Linked DNA regions of Zea mays: all the other regions are linked to region 2. Evidence: chromatin contacts called from public Hi-C data. All regions are on one chromosome and are shown on one strand. The core of a region is the stretch at or near the end of the contact, and the rest is flanking DNA. Distances in the headings are between cores, read along the strand shown.

Region 1 (2,763 bases), core at 43-2,542, 240 kb after region 2:
AACTGGTTAGACCTTTAATATTGTTGTCATTCAATTCACCAAAACTCACAAAAAAGCTAGATGCACTTTCATCTAGCCTCAGAGATGAGGACGAACCCCCATTTTATTTCATAGGAACTACACCACATATTCTTTAAAGCACCATATTGGTCGAGCCCAAGAAGATATCCAGACAAATAGATTGACATAGTTGCAACCGATTTGTCTAACTATACCTCTAAACTAGAGATGGGAATGGAGACCCGATCCCCGATTCCACGCATGGAATTACTGAATAGAGGACATGAATGGTGAGCCATTCTTCGACGGGGAATCCTCGTTATCATCTCTACACTGAACCAAGCAAACAAGCACACTTGTAGGGAACTTGTGATGCGTGAGACAATGTCACATGACGCGTCAGGAGAGGGAATGCCAGCTTGACTCCAACGATAAAAATCATTACGCAATTCAAGTTTTTTGTGTAATCTTCACACAATAAAACAACAAAAAACACGAGAAAGCTTTTATAACTATAAATATACTTCATTATATAGTATGTTAATATGTTAAATTTCAAGTTCTATTTTTCCTGTTTTAAGAGATAATATAAAAAACTATATAATTGTGTATCCTATATTTTAGATATAATTTTATTTTTTTATATCTATAACAAAGAAATTAAAATTTGAATATATTGATAGAGCAAACAATAAAAATATATCTATATATATTTAGAATTTTTATAATTTAATTGTATAATAAGAGCACTTCTAAGAGAAGTCATAAACCAACCTCAAAACCAATATTAAAAGACGATTCGCTTTTTCCTTGCTCCAACAGCTCCCCCTTCCTCTACCAAAAATCTCTGCATCCCGTATCCATCTCCTCTCTTCACGCATATTTTTTGCGTGAGGAATTGTTCCTTAAAACAAACTGAAACAACAAGACCAGATAGAAATCGAATTGATTTTTTGTTGTTGCCTACTTCTCAATTTTCACTCTTTGTTTAGGGGAATTGTTGGATTACCCAGCAGGTTTTCTACTCCTGAAACTTTGTAGCCTGCCTCTAATAATCAGTTTCGGGGAGAAATTTTTTTAACATCCCTTTGGAGTGCTCTAAGCCTATCCATGCATCCGTTCCGCTCCACTTGGAGCATTGCCATGAAGGTCAGGAAGCCGTTGGTTGCAGCGCGTAGAGCTGAGGGGGACAGCTCACGACTCACGAGCAGCGAGGCTAACCCTAATCCTAGCCCCTCCAATCAGCAATCACGTGGGTGATGGGTTGGCTCGGGTCCAGTTCAGCTGCCACAAAGTGGAGCAGCTAGCTTCGTCCGGCCGCAGGCCCAGCCAAACCGCATGACACCCGTACGCGCTCGAGCTCTCTCTCCTATTTTGCGGCACGAGCTGAGTGAAAAACCTAAAATCTACCGCTGATATTCTTGGTAAGGACTACTAACCGCTAACACGTAAATTCCGACATAAAATTAAACTAGTTTAGGAGTCCAAATATTGAAGAGACTAAAATCCACTTCTTATTTTAATTTAAATAAAGAGAAGATTTTAGCCCTCCAATTCACTCCGGTTTTGTCGCTCTCAAACTAGTCTTTTAGAGGCTGGTAAAGACCAGTGTGGAATAAAGAACTAGGCCATCGTTGATTGAATAATCCGTGTCGCACATGACATGCTACGCGCGAATCCCTGCTGTCTGTCTGCATTGACGAGCTAATCATTAATTCCAAGGATATTCCGGACCAGCACGAAGCACGGGCATTACAAGAATCACAACGGACCAACACGAAGCGCCGTCGAAGCATCTGCGTCAAGTTCGGCCGTCGAATCATCTGGGGCAGGCATGATCCACGCACGGAAGAAGTGGCACGCAACCACCAGGGCATCCTGTCCATACCACCACCGTCGCCGGGACTAGCCGCCGCCGCCGTTGACGGGATGGGCGGAGGCGCTACCGCCGTGGAAGAAGGAAAAGGGGCGACGCGTCATCTGCCCGGGAGGGGCCATCCAAGCCTCGCGACCTGCCGGACCGATCGGCTGGATCTCATAGCCTGGTCCGGCTGAGTTCGCTAACAAGCTTGTTTGGTCCAGCTCGTTAATAAAATCAACAATAAAATAAAATAAAATAAAATAAAATAAATTCTAACTCGATTTATCTCTTTTAAAGCTCAAGCTAGCTTGTTATGCTCGTGAGCCAGACAATGAATAAAAGACACTTCAAATATATCGCAACATAAATAAAGCTCTTGTCTCAAAATATCTTGTACTTCAATGATAGCTTATACCACATATAAGTATTAAAGTGCAAGTATAAAAATAATAAAGACAAAGAGACAGAACACAGAGCAGAGCACACAGACACAGAGAATTATACCGAGGTTCGGCTAAGCCTGAAATGCTTGCTTATTCCTCGTTGGAGTTAGCCACACCTTGGCTTGGAGTCTATTTCAACTCCTTCCTCTGGTTGCTCAGATCTGTCAATGCGACAGATAGAGCCTTCCACTATGTTGATGTCGGTTACAACGATGTTGAGGCTACCCACAGTCTTCTTGACAGCACTCCGGCAGAGTAACAACGCTCAAGATCTTGCTCTTGCTCTCAGCAGCACTTCACCTCTCTCTAAAGGCTTATAACCGAGCCTCTACACAAACTAGAGAAATACACAAGAGAGGAAGAGAAAGAATATGATCACTTGATGTATAGACTTGTTTGCTGCACTTTTGCTCTCGTCAAACGGGCGTCTAGGGGGGGTCCTTATATAGGCCCAAATGA
Region 2 (2,724 bases), core at 13-2,512:
CTTCATTTTGAAACTGCTTACAGAAAGCACCATATGCTTAAATAGAATCTATAAGAAAAGCTATACAAGTTAGTTTGTCTTCCAAACAAAACAGATAGACAATAGGTAGACCAAATATAATACAGCATTTGATTTAGACAGCAGGTATGACACCTACGGAGAGTGCCAGGTAATGCATTTTCTAACTTCAAGGGAAGTACACCTTATTAAAAGTAATGCCTAACCATCATGATTACGGATTAATGAGTACAAAATTTACAGGTCCAAATCCCTTGAAATTGAAAAGAGCACTGTAATTTACTGAAATAACACTTTTAACCACTATATATGCACATATGAACAACACCTATGCCAAAGTAGCATGAACTGAAACCTAACACGCATGTTAATGCCATGACCTAAGATCCACAGCCAGCCGAATTGCCAGGAAGACCAGAATTGAAACCGACAGTAACGTGACTAGTACCTAGTCACGCCACCCACATGCTAGATCTGGATCTAGACAGCGACAGGCAGGCAGGCAGGTAGACACGGGAGCTGCGAGAGAGATCTAACTCACCCTTGTACGGCGGCGGGGGCGGCGGGTATCCGTAGTGCTGAGGCGGCGGCGGCGGCGGCGCGCGGCGGCGCTTCTTGCGGAGGCAGCAGAGGCAGATGAAGCTGGCGAGCAGCAGCAGCACGAGGCCGCCGACGGCCACGCCCACGACGAGCGACGTAGACGGCCCGGAGCTGCCGCCACCGCCCCCCGGCGAGTGCGACTTGGGAGGCGAGTGGGAGGACGGCGTGGATCGCCCACCCCCAGACGACGGCGGGGACCTGCCCCCTCCACCGGACGATGGCGGCGACGGGGTGTCCGATGGAGGCGACGGGGTGGCGGGCGTGCCCGGGGAGGAAGGGGAGGAGGGCGAGGGCGCAGAGGGAGTCACCGGGGTGGAGGCCGGCGCGGGGGCCGGGACGGAGGGGGGTGACGGCGGCGGCGCGGCTGGGGACGGCGGGGACGGCGTGGGCGGGGTGGGCGTGGGAGGCGTGGGCGCCGCCGGTGGCGGCGCGGACGGGGTCGCGGGCGGCGGATTTGTCGCGTTGGCCGGCGGAGCCGATGGCGTGGTCGGCGCCGGCGCGGCCGTCGGCGACGACGACATCACGGCCCCCCTTAGCTCCCGGCTCCGGCTCCGGCTCCGGCTCCCGCTTTGGAGCTACGGCCGGCTGGCCTGTTGCTTAGCGCGTAAGAATGGGCAAGTGGAGCACGGAGGAGACGATGAGGCGAGATGCTTCGCAGTGCTAGCGCCCGCCTAGTAGCAATCCCCTCAATCAATCAACGGGAGGAAGGGGAGAGAGGAGTAGGAGTAGGAGTAGGAGTCCACAGCCTACTAGGCAGGGCGGTCCAGGGTTAAATGCAAAGTGAGACCGAATGAGGTGGGAAAGCGAAGGTAGAGAGAGAGAGAGGACGGTGGGCCCGCCCCCGCGGCTGGACAGCGTTTGGGTGAGCCGTGAGCGGAGCGGTGGTCGTTGCGCACCGCGACGCGAAGCTTTGGGGACACGGCCACCGACAGGTGGACGAAGGCTGCCGCGGCGGGAGCGATGGGGCCAACCTGTCTGTGACGTGAAGATTGCGCGTGACCGCGCGCAGGAGCCGGTGGGAAGGGGGGCACAGCACAACCAGATAAAGTGCGCGCCACTTCTGCCGCTGGATTACGCTGAGCATCTACGGCATGTTACCGTGGTTTCGCTCCGCGCGGGCCCCGCAGGTCAGCGTCAGCCCAGCCTCCCATCGTCCATTCGTCCGTCACACTGTCTCACACACACCGTCCCATGTTGTGGCAGGCAAGGCAACGGAACGGAGGGTGGTGGGTCCGGAGGTCAGCCCGTGACGTTCGGTTCGGTGGATTATCACTGGTCCTTCTTTTTAATATTACCTCTCTTATTATCTTTCTCTTCGTCGATGACACCTGCCAAATGATTCAACACAATTTCACCGCGGCGGTGTCGTGTTCAAAGGTTCCACTTCCAGGCCACGAGCAACGTGGGTGGGGCCGGCCCGCCGCGCAGCGTCCCACCAAAAAAAGTCTGCGTGATTGGCGCGGACCAGGACGAGGAGCGGGAGGGACAGCCGAGCCGGGCCCCGGCCAGCGGCCATACCGAGCCAAGTCGCCCGGTTGGAAGTTGCCATTGCGATTTCCCTTTTCCTGTTCGCTCATGTTGAGATGTCAACGGACGCAATACTCCGTCCCAAACACGTACCCATGTGAAAAATATTTATATCCACTAAAAAAACTCGTACTCATAACAGATTTAAAATTTTGCTCAAATACCTACCCATGAGTTAGCGGATGAGTTAGCGGGTACCCCACGTGTCGATGTTTTGGGTCCGACCGCGCACTTAGGGTTGCCCCTCCAGGTGCCTTTTGGAGTAGGACGGTGTTACTGACTGTAGCTCGATGGTTCGTGCTAGATGCACGAGAGACAGTGGACAATTTTATACAGGTTCGGGCCGCTTAGATAGGCGTAACACCCTACTTCCTTGTGTGGATCTTTTATGTGGTGGGTTACAGGGGAGTTCTCTAGTATGGGGATGCTAGAGAGCTGAGTAGACGGCGAGTGAGTTGTTATTTGATGGGGTGCCCCCTAGGCCTTATATACTCGACCGTGGGGCATTACATGCGGATATGATAACAACGTGCACCTAAGTAATAGTGTACAGACTGAGCTTATCTTCCTATAATCCTG
Region 3 (2,700 bases), core at 31-2,530, 180 kb before region 2:
GGCCTGATACCTCTCTTTTTAGGACCAACATTAACAGAAATGCCTTGAGACAGATAGGTTTTACCGTCATGCCACAGGCGCTGAACAGTGCGAACATGAACTCCAAATTGTGCAGCAACTTCTTTCGTGACATTCTTCCCTAGGTTCCCATTCGTGCTTTTAGCCAACAAGGTTTGGTAGATTTGTTTACTTTGTTCTCCAGTAATATCCCTCCTCCTTCGTCTACGTAAAAACAGTTAGTAGAAAACTATAAGTCCACGGACAAATCAATGGCAACAAGATTATTTCTAAAAAAAAGTGTAGCGTACTAGTAGGAGTAATCACTTACTCAAGTCTATTGTATCATCGTCTATTGTAGGCACCACGTTCGAGTCTATTGAAAAAATATTAGAAATGAGAGTATGTATGGTAGTCTCTTCGAGAGTAAAGTCCGATACATCACCGTCTTCTCTAGGCGCCATGTTCAAGTCTATTGATTTTTTTTTAAAAGTGAACAATAAGTAAAAAATCAAATGGCAAGTAACCAGACCATGTACGTACCAAAATCATTCTCAATAGGTGGCTCCATATTCAAGTCAAATGTAGCATTTTCAACATGCACCAAAATCATTCTCAATAGGTGGCTCCATATTCAAGTCAAATGTAGCATTTTCAACATGCAACGCCATTGCTTTGTTTTGGAGTTTTGCTGCTTCTGTTTGTTGGTACCAGGAGCCCAACGTAAGGCTTTAATAACTGACGAACGCTAAGAGCAGGTGCAAGTCACGAAACGACGTCCTGGATGCGCGGTGCAATTTGTAGCAAAAATATTCTGGGCGCGCAGTGCAATTTCTAGCGAAAATATTCTAGGCGCGGAGCGCAGTGCAAAAATAAAAAGGTGCAACATCCATGCAAAAAAGGGAGGCCACAAGAATCAAACTTAGAAATGCATGATAGAAAGCAGCGTTGCTGACCAATTGAAACCCCAAATAGAATTCAATGGATGAGACAACGAGAAATATTTAATATGGGTACAATCGAAAATATGACTTCAACTTAAACATTTCTTGGTATGCGTATTCATGTCCAAAATGACTAGTATTTCAATACCGTAGGGGTAGTCCATACTGTCAGTTGGATTGATCTGGTTGGATCGAACCAGTTTTTTTCGGACCGTATCAGATTGGATTGGCCTGCTAGGACGGCTCATGATCAGGATCAGGTGCACGGTAACCGTGTACGTAGGAAGCTTTACGTGCCCAATCGAAGACAATAAAAAAGCGAAGAAAGAAGTATGAATAAAACAAAATTTGAAGACGCCTAACAGCCCGACTGCTTCGTTTCCACGCGCACGAAACCCTAGACTAGATAAAAAGTTCCCATTTCCCTCAATTCCCCAACTTCCCTCGCCGCAATCTCTCGCCGCCTCCAGTCCAGAGCCACCGTGAGATCTGCCCGATTCCGCCGCCCGGACCCGGGGACTCCCTCCCCTCCTCGATCCGTTCGGGCGGCCGGCCGGCCTAGCTTCAAGTGCGGGGATGGTGTTCTACTTCAAGGCGCGGCCCGAGGCCGGCGACTATACCATCTTCATGGGTCTTGACAAGTACGAGAACGAGGACCTCATCAAATACGGCTTCCCCGAGGACATCTGGTAACCTCATCTTCCCTTGGTCGTGTGGGTGCTCCTTAGTGGTTACCAGTCGCGTGAAATCGTTTGTTCTCTGTGTTTTTTGCTGGTCTGTATACTTGTCAGACAATTGTCAATGCTTTTCTGTTGTACATGTTAAGTTCACCTTTTGTACATATCATTGACTTTTGCAAATTCCATTTTCTTATTAAAATATACAATTAAGAGTCGTGCTTCTTACCTTAAACTGGTTTGGGTGATTACAGGTTCCATGTAGATAAGATGTCCTCTGCACATGTGTATGTGAGATTGAATAAAGGTCAATCAATGGATGACATGAGTGAGGGTTTGCTGGAAGACTGTGCGCAGCTTGTCAAAGCTAATTCCATTCAAGGTTGGACAAACTACAAAGAGACAATATTATATCACAAATTTTGGCTTCATTTTTTCTTGCAAGAATGTGGAATACAAGCTGTAGTCCGGCACATGTGATGATTTCTTCATTTTTGGTGCAGGTAATAAAGTCAATAACATTGATGTAGTTTATACTCCATGGTACAATTTGAAGAAGACCCCTTCAATGGATGTAGGCCAAGTTGGTTTTCACAACCCTAAATTGGTGAGAGCTCATTAACTTTTTCTTATTCACAATGTTTACAGCAGGATTATGTACATATGCTTTTGTATGTATCTTGACAAAGTTTATGTGCTTTATGGATGTGGATCAAGATGTGTAATATATGTTTCTGATAGGGTTCCTTACCGTAGAACTAGTATTTTTATCTCTCTATGACAGTATGACTTCAAAAAATGTCTTTACAGTTACTTTGCAAGCAATTTGAATTGGTTTAGACTTTAGAATAACAAAGTTTTCAGAAGAGGTTATTCTTTTAATCAGCTTGAATATTCCTTGATCTTCATAGTTTTTGTATTGCTTCTGTAATGGTTAAGCAAACCTTGGAATTACTTTTAGTAGCATATTTATTATCTGTGAATTAGATTTTAAATATTTAGCCATCTGTTATAAAAGTAGTAATAGGTTATGCCTAGGCACTGGGTGGAGCTGCACTGCCTTGTATGGCACTATGCACTTT

The links. A called contact is a pair of places that touch in the nucleus more often than the background predicts.
Region 1: a contact with region 2 is called in a Hi-C map of leaf, with 3 times the contacts expected there. The contact joins the enhancer-like site here to the promoter of LOC100279274 in region 2. A contact is called at or near these places in 6 of 25 Hi-C or Micro-C datasets (ear, leaf and tassel) and 1 of 3 datasets of contacts at active chromatin or transcription factors (leaf).
Region 3: a Hi-C map of leaf shows a contact between it and region 2, with 6 times the contacts expected there. The contact joins the promoter of LOC100283739 here to the promoter of LOC100279274 in region 2. A contact is called at or near these places in 2 of 25 Hi-C or Micro-C datasets (ear and leaf).

Annotation. Positions count from the first base shown.
Region 1 is chr8:113,931,665-113,934,427 of Zm-B73-REFERENCE-NAM-5.0, reverse strand. No RefSeq gene overlaps it. Among protein-coding and RNA genes, the nearest start is that of LOC103635716, 100 kb to the right of the region's middle. Within about 2 kb of position 1,292, at least 20 of the 20 cell types and tissues checked have an H3K27ac peak or open chromatin away from gene starts, as enhancers often do. A contact at or near this core is called in ear, leaf and tassel, where this site is marked.
Region 2 is chr8:114,168,690-114,171,413 of Zm-B73-REFERENCE-NAM-5.0, reverse strand. LOC100279274 (putative prolin-rich extensin-like receptor protein kinase family protein) reads right to left here and starts at 1,262. Exons shown (of 8, transcript NM_001152295.1): 1 at 560-1,262. The coding sequence starts at 1,139.
Region 3 is chr8:114,353,606-114,356,305 of Zm-B73-REFERENCE-NAM-5.0, reverse strand. It overlaps LOC100283739, which reads left to right and starts at 1,280. Exons shown (of 6, transcript NM_001156638.3): 1 at 1,280-1,630; 2 at 1,873-2,000; 3 at 2,122-2,225. The coding sequence starts at 1,518.